Linked DNA regions of Pan troglodytes: region 1 is linked to region 2. Evidence: chromatin contacts called from public HiChIP or PLAC-seq data. All regions are on one chromosome and are shown on one strand. Each heading gives the region's core, a stretch centred on a gene start, on an enhancer-like site or on the middle of the called end of the contact. The rest is flanking DNA. Distances are from core to core; before and after follow the strand shown. Region 1 holds the start of CHST10 (carbohydrate sulfotransferase 10). Region 2 holds the start of PDCL3 (phosducin like 3).

Evidence for each region. HiChIP or PLAC-seq counts read pairs in DNA pulled down with a chosen protein or histone mark.
Region 1: an H3K4me3 HiChIP or PLAC-seq map of stem cell-derived excitatory neurons shows a contact between it and region 2, with 7 times the contacts expected there. The contact joins the promoter of CHST10 here to the promoter of PDCL3 in region 2. A contact is called at or near these places in 1 of 7 Hi-C or Micro-C datasets (stem cell-derived neural progenitor cells) and 1 of 1 datasets of contacts at active chromatin or transcription factors (stem cell-derived excitatory neurons).

Annotation. Positions count from the first base shown.
Region 1 is chr12:22,515,922-22,521,966 of NHGRI_mPanTro3-v2.0_pri, reverse strand. It overlaps CHST10 (carbohydrate sulfotransferase 10), which reads right to left and starts at 3,477. Exons shown (of 7, transcript XM_016949112.4): 1 at 3,162-3,477; 2 at 811-881.
Region 2 is chr12:22,369,860-22,375,388 of NHGRI_mPanTro3-v2.0_pri, reverse strand. PDCL3 (phosducin like 3) reads left to right here and starts at 1,681. Exons shown (of 6, transcript XM_525834.7): 1 at 1,681-1,953; 2 at 4,414-4,540. The coding sequence starts at 1,948.

The sequences.
Region 1 (6,045 bases), core at 2,228-4,727, 140 kb before region 2:
AGCAGGGACAGGGGTGGGTCAGATGAGGAGGCCTGTCAATGGCCCTTTACTGACAACCTCACCTCATACACATACCAGGGATCACATGTCCAGGGCTCAACTTTTAAAACACAGCCAGACTCTAAAGGAAACTTCACACACACACACACACAAAAACCTGGTAATGTACAAGGAACTGGTAACCCCAGGAGGATGACAGGTGAGATGAGAACTAGACAGACCAGGGCTGCAGAAACGGGGACATTTCACCGTCAACCCTGAGCACATTCTGAACTACAATGCATTACCCTATCAATAGAATCATTAAATTACAACTCCATAATGCAAAGTGTGGCATATGAATTTATACTATAAAGTTCTATTGCACGTCACTGAGACTTTCAAATTCATAGTAAAGGTTTCTCTCAATCTGCGTACAGAAATTTCCTTTGTCTTCTCTGTTGTCATCCTTACAATTTACCGCCTTGGAATGATTAACCACCCTTAGTTAGGAGAATGAAAACACTCTTAACTGTCCAGTGAGAAATACACCTGTAGTTAAGACAGGTTTTCATGAACAATAATAATAATATACAGTAAACACCTGTATGGGGTTCACTCTGTACCAAGCACAGGTCTCAGCAGGTACTAACTCACATAATCCCAGCCTCAGAGCATGCTCCTATTATTATATTTAAGGAAATGTTTCTAAGCACACATTTACATACTCCTAATCAAGAGTTTAAAATCTGCACAGGCAAGAAAAAAGACAGGAACAATACTGAATGGCATGCTCAAATAACTGATGAGCTCACATTCTCCTTCACGTACCTTCTGCAGCCTGGGGCTCACATTTCCTTGCTGTGTTTCCCCTGAACTGAGGTTCTTGGTTCCTCTTGTCACTGGATAGGAAAATTAAAAAAAAAAGCATTATTAAAAGTTACAAGATCAACTTAATACAACTTGGTTTATACTTAGGAAGGAAATAGTTAACCATTTTGATGATTCAAATATATTTGGCAGAATGGGTCTCTTACAAAGACAGGTTATATTTGGATTTCTTGGTAAATGAATATTCTAAATGTACCAAAACCACTAGCTGTTTAAAAGACTCTTCCATGTAACTTAGTGTGAAAAATGAAACATTTTTTGTAGCAAAAATAATCAAATCCAATTATGCCTGTTTCATATGTTTGAAATAGGTATAGGATTCCTATACAAGATGATCAATTCTTCCAATGCAAAATGTTCTCTGGATTTTTGTACTCCTTACACCTTTAGCACCTGGAAAATTTTAGCCAAATGCCATATCATAAATAACCAGAAACAAGCCAAAGTCATGGAATTAGATCATGGATTTAGGAGATCTACCAAAATAAACATACAACTCACTTAACATACCATAAAGCCCAAGCTGACTGGGACACATGCAGCACGGTCTCTCTCTGCCTCCCTTTACTCTAAGAACTCAATGCTAAAATTAAAAGCAATTTCCTATTATGTTGATTGAAAGATTAAGCTTTATATACAGTCATTCATCACTTAACAATAGGGATACCTTCTGAGAAATGTATCGTTAGGCGATGTTCTTCTGCAAACATCAGAGCGTTCTTCCACAAACCTAGATAGTACAGCTAACCACACACCTAGGCTATATGGTACAGCTGACCACACACCTAGGCTATATGGTACAGCTGACCACACACCTAGGCTATATGGAATCATCTATTGCTCCCGGGCTACTAACTTGTACTGCTGTTACTGTACTGAATACTGTAAGCATCTGTAATACAATGGTAAGTATTTGTGTATCTAAAATTAGAAAAGGTAGAGTAAAAATAAGGTAGTATAGTCTTATGGGACCACTGTTGTATATGTGGTCCATCATTGTCAGAAACATCATGTACAGCATTTGATGGTCCTCACATCCAGGTTATCCAGACGTGTATGAAAAGAAAATGAACTCCTGGGTTTCTGCAATCTCTAAGGTCCTGCAACCACCTCTCTCCCCTGTTTCTATTCCTGGCTCTCTCTCACCTTTTTATTGTATGAACTCCTCAAACACTGAAAGATGATCCGAACATAACTGCAAGTTGCCTGTGATGTTTACAAATTCTTTCCTTTCTTTGTTCAGTTTTGCAAACACTCCAATTTTCATTTCAGCGAAGGAAAGAATTTTCTGCTCAGGTATTTCTTTGAGATTCTATTCTTCAGGGTCAAGAGCAATTCTGAATTCTGAATTCCAATTCTGAGCCAAGATGGACTAAGCTCTTAATTGTAATGGGGAGGGAAGGGGAAAGACCACTTCTCTCTTTGTGTCTTTTCTTTTTAACCCAGTCACTGAAAAGAGTGAAGGAGGAGGTGGTTGGTGATCAGAGAGCCAGAGCTAAACTGAGCTGCCTAATTTTAACAGCGTCTGAGACATTTCTCACTCTGGCACTCTAAGCAATGCAATAACCCAACTCCTCATGGCCCAAAGCCCCAGACTCTGGTTTTCAGACAAAACAACAACAACAACAAAAAAAACCCACCGTTATGACAGTCCTGCCGCTGAGCTAACCAGAACCTGGCTGCACTACTTTCCATTCACTGCCCAGCCCTTTCCTGCCTTGCAGACTTGGAAAGCAAAAATGACATTTTGGAAAACCTGGTTCACCTTCCCAGCCAGAAGTGCAGAACTGCATGCCTCAACCTCCAACTTCGGACAGGCCTCCTGACAGCGAAGATCAGAGGCTCAGGGCACCCCGGGGCCCCTCAGGCAGGGAACGTGCATTCCCACCCCTGACTCCCCTCGCACCGAAGCTGCACATGCTCCTTCTTCCCTGCCTTCCTCTGCATGCTCCTTGGACCCAAGCGGAACCCTTTCTTCCTCTCTCCATCTACAATTACAAACGCAAATTCTCAGCCAAGGATGAAAGAAGTAAATTGTAGGCTCGCACAATATCAATAATTCCGCGGGTCACAGCATCCCGCACAAGGACGCCTTCTTATTGCATAATTAACGCGAGGAAGGCTCTTCCCGCTACTCCCGCGAACTAGGGAGGTCTTCAAGTCGCCAAAACACACCGGGATGTGGCTCGCCAGGACAAAACCCGCGGGTTCTCCGGTTTTTCCGTGCGCCCCGCGGCGGGGAGAGGGGCCCAGGCGCTGAAACCCCCCCGCCTGCGCGTCCCCGAGCTCACCCTACTGGAGCGGCGCTCGTCCGGGTCCTTAGGCTCCTCCCCTGGCCCTGGGGGCGCCGCGCGGGTCGGGCTTCGCCGGGCCTGTGGGCGAAGCGCGCGGGGTCCTGGGAGCGCGGGAGGCCCGCCCCACCTTGCCCCGAGGCCTCCGCGCCGCCGCCGGCGGCCTCCGCGCCGCGGCCCGTCGGGTCCCGGGATGTGGCGGCGGCGGCAGCGGAAGTAAGGAAGACGCCTGGCGCGCGAGACCGGCTTTGGGGGCCAGGACGCCGCCACCGCCCCACGCGGCCCCCTCGCGCCTATCCGGCCGTGCGCGCCGCCTGCCCGCGCGCGTCCCCGCCGCCGTCCCCGGCCGTGCGCGTTCCAGCGGGCCGCGGGGAGTGGGGAGGGGCGCGGCCGCGGGACCCCAGGCCCGGATCCCGAGCCTCCCTTTCTGCCGCTGCAAAAGCGTTCTTTCTGACCGAGACCTGCGGCCGGAACAAGTCCCGCTGGGCCTCCATCCAGAAAACAGGTTTGCTTTTTGAGAAAGAAAAAAAATCCCAAACTTGGAAAAAGGCAAAAAACCAAACCAAAACAACAACAAAGTCACGCACACACACAAAACCACCTTGGAAAAATACAAAAAATAGATAAGTAAATTTCTTAAATCCCCAACTTGGAAAAAGGCCACTTGCTTGCGTTAAGGGTAACTTCTAGCATTTTCTAATAAGCCTACTTAGTAAAAGGGGGACGTTCTATTCTTTAAAGAGCCCCCTTGGCTGTCCGGGTTGGGGATGTAACTGTTGTCTAGGTACAGTTGATTAACGAAGGACAATGATAACGGCCTGACCAGTTTACAGACCTGAAGAGTTGTAACTTCTTCACCTGCAGAAATGGATAAGGCCTGAGTCAACCTCAAAGGTATTGGGATTTTATTGCCCCAAAGAAGATAAACTAGTTTTATTTTTATACAACCTACGTGTTTGTTAACTACCCGACTATATCTGTGTCTATTTAGCAAACAAGTAAAATAGATACGTGTATGTATACACACACACACACACACACAATTTTCATCAAAGCTTTCAAGGAACAAGCGTTTTTGTTTTTGTTTTTTTTTCTTTTTTATTGGTTCCCTCCTTAATGAGTTAATAATATTGAGGGAGCTGGCTGTTTGAGTATTTCACTTCTAGCCCCATTACTAATCATGGTTTAAAGGTTCTGTCCCTCATGCAGAAGACGTTTACTGAGCCCTTTTTTGGGGCCCTGTGGTTGAGATGAGACATTGGGTTTCCCTTTGAGGATTTGAATCGATGCACGTGCACGGCAGAAAAGAAGTAAGTAAATGTGAAGCTTGGATGTGATGCAGCATATTATGCAGGATTTAAGGATCAAGGCTCTGGGAATCAGACCACGTGGATTCAGAGCCTTAGTCACCGCATCTGACTGTGACCTTGTCACACTCTCATCTCTCTGTGTCCCAGTCTTCTCATCTACAGAATGTGGTACTAGGCCGGGCGTGGTGGCTCACGCCTGTAATCCCAACATTTTGAGAGGCGGAGGTAGGTGGATCACCTGAGGTCGGGAGTTCGAGACCAGCATGACCAACATGGAGAAACCCTGTCTCTAATAAAACTACAAAAAAAATTAGCCGGGAGTGGGGGCACGTGCCTGTAATCCCAGCTGCTCGGGAGACTGAGGCAGGAGAATTGCTTGAACCCAGGAGGCGGAGGTTGCGGTGAGTCGAGATCTCGCCACTGCACTCCAGCCTGGGCAACAAGAGTGAAACTCCTTCAAAAAAAAAAAAATGTGTGGTACTAAAGAATATTGTAGAGGATGCATTTAAAATACAAAGCACAGTCATCCCGCAGTAGTAAACACTGCAACAAACACACACTATTGTCACTGTTATTACTGCATTCCCAAGATACTGTTCAAAACTTTAAAAGATGGAGTTTGTTTTAGAGGCTTACACATTGACAACTAAGGTGACTGAGGTTTTTTGGGTTTTTTTTTTTGGAGTTTTTCAAAATAGTTTCTCTTTTTTTCCTATAAATGAACGTCTAGGAAAATATTAGTATTTAGTCTTTTTTTTTTTTTTTTTTGAGATGGAATCTCGCTCTGTCGCCCAGGTTGGAGTGCAGTGGTGCCATCCCAGCTCACTGCAACCTCTGCCTCCTGGGTTCAAGTGATTCTCCTGTCTCAGTCTCTCAAGTAGCTGGAATTACAGGTGCGTGCCACCACACCCGGCTAATTTTTGTATTTTTAGTAGAGACGGGGTTTCACCATGTTAGCCAGGCTGGTCTCAAACTCCTGACCTCAAGTTATCCACCCGCCTCAGCCTCCCAAAGTGCTGGGATTACACGTGTGAGCCAAATATTTAGTCTTTGTAGCAGGAGGATTGTTTCTAAAATAGCAGTTCGCAAAGAGTGATCTCCAAAAAGTGGATCTTTAGGAGTCTCCAAGATCCTTTTAGAGGATCTGCAATGACAAAACTGTTTTCATAGTTGAACTGGGACATTATTTGTCCTCTTTACAATGTAGACATTTGCTCTGATTGTGCACAAGTAAGCACAAATCCCAGCAGTGGGACAACACCAAATCAGTAGTAACTGCATCCTTCACCACCATGCACTTGCAGTAAAAACAAACACAAAGTGTCACTGAAGAATGTCCCCCGTGAAGCAGTCATGTGCCTCATGACAGGGTGGGAAATGCACAGAAACAATCCTGCTGCATCCCAAGGATGATGGTTGCTGAAGGCCGTGCCCTTGTGCAATGGCCTGCGATGCACAAGCTGCAGCTCTTTTTTATGGAACGCCAGTTTTACTTGAAAGCAGAACTGACAGACAAACTGCAGTTACTCAGATTTGGGCATTTGGCAGACATTTCCTCCAAAATGAATGACATG
Region 2 (5,529 bases), core at 432-2,931:
CTGTAATCCCAGCTATTTGGGAGGCTGAGGCAGGAGACTCGCTTGAACCCAGGAGGTGGAAATTGTAGTGAGCCGAGATCACACCATTGCACTCCAGCTTGGGCAACAAGAGTGAAACTCCATCTCAAAAAAAAGAAAGAAAAAAGAAAGCTTTCAGGACACCAGGACATTTCCTGGGTCTGTTAAGTCTTAGGTCTGTTTGGTAAATATTCTGTGACTAAGCATGCGTAACCTTCTGGGAATACAACCCAGTAGGTCTCAGCCTCCTTTTCCCCATCCCCTATTCAAGATGGATTGGCTTTGGTTAGAATGCCTCTGACCGGATCATGTGGGGAAGAGCAACTGTAGAATAGCTGAGTCCTGGAAAACAGGCCTCAGGGAACAGCAAAGGCTGGGGATGAGGAAAGGACAAAACACCACCTGCTCTGTTGCTGTGCAGGACTGAGCAAGAAGCACAGGATCAAACTCAAAGTTAGTCCCAGTCCTGATTTTGGTGGTAAGACCCAAGGAGAATTCATTAACAAACATGGTGCTGCCAGATACATTAATAAATCCCTAAAAGGGCCTGTAATTCAGTTGAAATGAGTTAGAAAAATCTTAAGGATCCTTATAAATTAAATAAAAACTCCTTGCTCTCAAGCAATCATTTGATTCACTCTATATCAACGATTGTGCACCTTAGCATCACCTGAGGATCTTTAAGAAAGTATCTGTGCTAGGCCTCATTTCCAAGGATTTAATTTGTCTGGGGATGGAGCCCCAGGACATTCGTAGTTTTTGAGGGCTTCCAGGTGATTCTAATGCATAGCCACGGTTGGAAGCCCTGCGCCTATCTCACAGGTGTGTGGGTCTCTACTCTCTGTGTCCGCTTAGTTGCCAGGAGGCAGCAACTTAGCCCACGTGTGCAAGATGCTTCCTTCCATACCAGGTAGGAATATTGCTCTCTTAAACTCGGAGTGTGCCTGGGCAGAAGCTCTGGAGCCCAATACCTGCATTTTACAAGTCAGATTGCTGCTTTTTGCTCAGTGCCTGTGTGCCTGCATACATGGGTCTCCTGATACTCAGGCACGGCAGATGACTTTCACCTTTGTTTTAGTGTTTTGCTCACTGCTGCATCTGCAGAGCCTAGAATGGTGCCTGGTACACAGCAGGCTCTCAATGTCTTATTAATGAGTTGCCTTTTCCAAGGCTGAAGTGATCGTGGGTGAATTCCAGAAGACCCTGCATCATTATTTATTTATTTATTTAAGACGGAGTCTCGCTCTGTAACCCAGGCTGGAGTGCAGTGGAGAGATCTCAGCTCACTGCAAGCTCCGCCTCCCTCGTTCAAGCAATTCTCCTGCCTCAGCCTCCAGAGTAGCTGGTATTACAGGCAACCGCCACTACGCCCGGCTAATTTTTTTGTATTTTTAGTAGAGACGGGGTTTCACCATGTTGGCCAGGCTGATCTCGAACTCCTGACCTCAAGTGATCCGCCCGCCTCGGCCTGGGATCACAGGCGTGTGTCACCGCGCCCGGCCTAGAGGCAATTTTCTATTTCTGACTTGTTAGGCTAGTCAGAGCGAGACGTCTTTACAGGTTTGGGCCGGCAGCTGGAAAAGGCACACGGCCCCGGGTTCCTCCTCCACCCAGCCCCACCCCTCCTCCGCTGAAGACCAGCCCTAATAAGGCAGCGACCACAATTAGAACCAGGTCAAGTGCACTCCGAGCAGGACAGTGGGCAGATCCTCTCTCGCGCATGCGAACAGCTTCTGTGCCGGTTCCTTGAAGAGCCGGCGCAGACTCAAGGCTGTTGCTTCCGCCCTTACTCCCCGCCGCTCGTCCCTGGGCGGGGCGAAGGCTGGGCTGGGGGAAGAGGCGTGGCGGCGCTGTGCGCGTGCACAAAAGGGAGCTGAGGGGCGGGGGCGCCGCGGCACAGCTGGTTTGAGCAACTGAACTGGAAACAAGATGCAGGTGAGCTAGGACGGGTCTCGGGTCTGGGGGCTGCGGCCCGTTCGTTTGTCTCGTTGGGCCCGGGCCGGCGGTGGACGCCCGCCCTGTGGGAAGCTCCGGCGCCGCAGGCACGAGGGAGGCCCGGCGTTCCAGGCCCTGCGCAGGCGCAGTGCGGGAGGGCGGGCGTGGTCCCACCAGGACCCACGGCCTGGGCGTCCCCGCCTCGGTGTGCCGGGTCCCCCAAACCTAGTCCTCCGGGACTATGTCTCCTCGCGGTCTCTACCCACCCGGGCCTGTGAAGGTCTTGCCAGATCCCGCCTAACAAAAGTTACCTCCTCTCCTGAACTCCCCTAAGGCACACCTGGGCAGAGGTGTTAGGAAGCGGAGGGTCCGGCCTGGGGTGTTCCGCACGTAAAGCAGCGGCACAGCCGGTGTTCCTGGCTCCACTGAGAGCCAGGTGAGGGCTTAGTTACACCCTCTTCCCCCGACCCTGGGGTCCAGTTGGGGCGTGTTCCCTATCTGACCGCTCGGGTTCCAGAGCTCCCCGCGAGGGTCCCTCTGTTTCGTCCTTTTTTTTTTTTTTTTTAATTAAAATAGGTAAAATAAATTATTTTTCTGTAGCTGCAATTTACTAGCGGAATTTGGTTAAAGCCTAAGGAGAATGAATGAAAACACCATGGAAATGGGCACTATTGTGGGCAAAAACCTATGCCAACTAAATTTTGTCACTGTCCAAAGATCCCGCAGTGGTCAGAAATTCTAATCTCTGCTTAGTGGCAGATGGAGAGGAGAGGGTGCGGGTTTTGCTGGGCAGGGAGGCATTAGGGGCTGGAGGGGAGGGCGTGTCTGCCAGGAGCCAGACACTTTTTTTTTTTTTTTTTTTTGAGACCGGGTCTTACTCTGTTGCCCAGGTTGGAGTGCAGTGGCTCTGTCACAGCTCACTGCAACCTCGACCTCCCGGGGCTAAGCCATCCTCCCTTGTCAGCCTCCAGAGTAGCTGGGACCACAGGCGTGCACCCACCACTCTGGGCTAATTTTTTGTGCAGATGGGGTCTCCCTATGTTGCCCAGCCTCAGCCTCCCAAAGTGTTGGGATTACAGGATGAGCCACCGCACTTGGCCTAGACACTCTTAAATGGTGAAGTGGTAGCTTGAGGGCTGCCCTGGCCTCCTTTGCATTCCCTGTCCTTCAGGTCCCTTGAGGCCTTCCCTGACCACCCTGTAGAAAGGATTCTGCTCTTTTTGTTTGTTTGTTTGTTTCTTTTTGAGACAGAGTCTTGCTCTGTCGCCCAGGCTGGAGTGCAGTGGCGCGACCTCGGCTCACTGCAAGCTCCGCCTCCCGGGTTCACGCCATTCTCCTGCCTCAGCCTCCCGAGTAGCTGGGACTACAGGTGCCCGCCACCACGCCCGGCTAATTTTTTGTGTTTTTAGTAAAGACGGGGTTTCATCATGTTAGCCAGGATGCTCTCGATCTCCTGACCTTGTGATCCACCCACCTCGGCCTCCCAAAGTGCTGGGATTACAGGCGTGAGCCACCGTGCCCAGCCTGGAAGATTATTTTTAAGCCCCCAGACTCCCATCACAGATTGCTTTCCACCCTCAGACGGAATGTCACCTCCTCTGTAGGGAACATCCCTATCTACTCTGTGGAATGTGGGTCCTGGGTAATTCTCTAAAATGGCAGCCTGTTTGTCATTGCACTTGCCACAGTTTTGTCTCTCTATGTATAGTTTGTATATATACTTGTTTGCTGCCTGTCTCTTCCTCTTGTCTGTAACACAGGTGACTCTCGCATTCACCACTCTTCCCCATTGCCTACGATAATTTACATGTGGTAGATACTTCAGTTTTATCTGTTGAATGAATCACTCAGTCATTATTATTATTATTATTATTATTTTGAGACTGTGTCTTGCTCTGTCGCCCAGGCTGGAGTGCAGTGGCACGATCTTGGCTCACTGCAAGCTCCGCCTCCCGGGTTTATGCCATTCTCCTGCCTCAGCCTCCCAAGTAGCTGGGACTACAGGTGCCCGCCACCACGCTCGGCTAATTTTTTGTATTTTCAGTAGAGACGGGGTTTCACCACGTTAGTCAGGATGGTCTCTATCTCCTGACCTCGTGATCCGCCTGCCTCAGCCTCCCAAAGTGCTGGGATTACAGGCGTGAGCCACTGTGCCCGGCACTCTCAGTCATTATTAAAAATATTGAACACATGCCAAGTCAGAGCCTTGGTACCCGTATTGATACTGGTCTGCACTCCCTATCCTAATTTTTACCCCAAGAATAGCTCCTCCATTCAGGGAGGGGTAGACAGGAAAAACAAAACAGGGGCTATGGATCTTTTGACACTTTCTCAGAAATAGTTCACAGACTGGTGTGAATTCCTCCCTTCCTGTCACTTTTCCCATTTGGCCCCTTGCCCAACATGGCACCCTACATACTAGACTTAGCACTCATGGTAACCTTGGTCCCGCTCTTCTAGGACCCCAACGCAGACACTGAGTGGAATGACATCTTACGCAAAAAGGGTATCTTACCCCCCAAGGAAAGTCTGAAAGAATTGGAAGAGGAGGCAGAAGAGGAGCAGCGCATCCTCCAGCAGTCAGTGGGTGAGTTCACTCGCTTTCCTCTGCACCTGTCTGGGTTAGGAGATGGCTCCCTAAGCCTCTGACTGCCCTGCCAGGAGACAGGTCGGAGTGCCAGCGTGGACACTCTGTGTCTGTGGGACCTCAGACAAAACACAGGGCGTCTCTCACCTTCACCTTCCTGAGCCATAGACTTAGGGGACTTCAGATATGTCCCACAAGTCCTTGTCCATGTCACATGAGCACTGAAGAAAATACTTCTTTCTGCTTTCTGGTCTGTGATTCCCTTTGATAATGTCATGGAAATTTGTTCAAGGTTTTTAGTACTTGTATTTTCCTGAGCATATACTTTATTCTCTGTGGTTTCATTGAGGATATTAACTAAAAATTGCTTCATTTGGGGAGGCGTAAGATGTTTGCAATGTGTGGGAGTCTGAGGGGGTTTTCTCAAAGGCAGTCGTACTGTCTGAATTGGAGTCCCTTGGAGTGCTGGTAACCCCACCCACCTAGTGTTTACTGAAGCAGTCTCTGGAATGAGGCCCAGGAATCTGCATTTTAAACAAGTGCCTTAAAGGATTCTGATGCGTGTCATAGTTTGAGAAGCACTGGTCACAGGGACTAGTACTTTTGTCCTCTGTTGACACATTAGAGCTAATTTAGAGAAGGATTTATTAGAAAGTATCCAGCGAGTGCTTACTGCATGATTATCATTGTCAGGTGCTTTTCTGGGGTTGGGGATTTAGCTATGCATAAGCCAGAGACAATTCTCTGCCCTCAGAGAACCAACATTCAAGTGGGGGAGACAGACAATAAACAATAAAGAAAATAAGGCAGTAAAAGGGACTAGAAAGGGTTGGAGGAGAAGCAGGCTCAGAGAGGGCCTCACTGAGATGACATTTGCATGGACCTGAAGGAGGTGAAGCTGGCATTTGGGTAAAAACCTGAAGGAGGTGAAGCTGGCATTTGGGTAAAGACCTGAAGGAGCTGAAGAACACATTTGAATAGACCTGAGG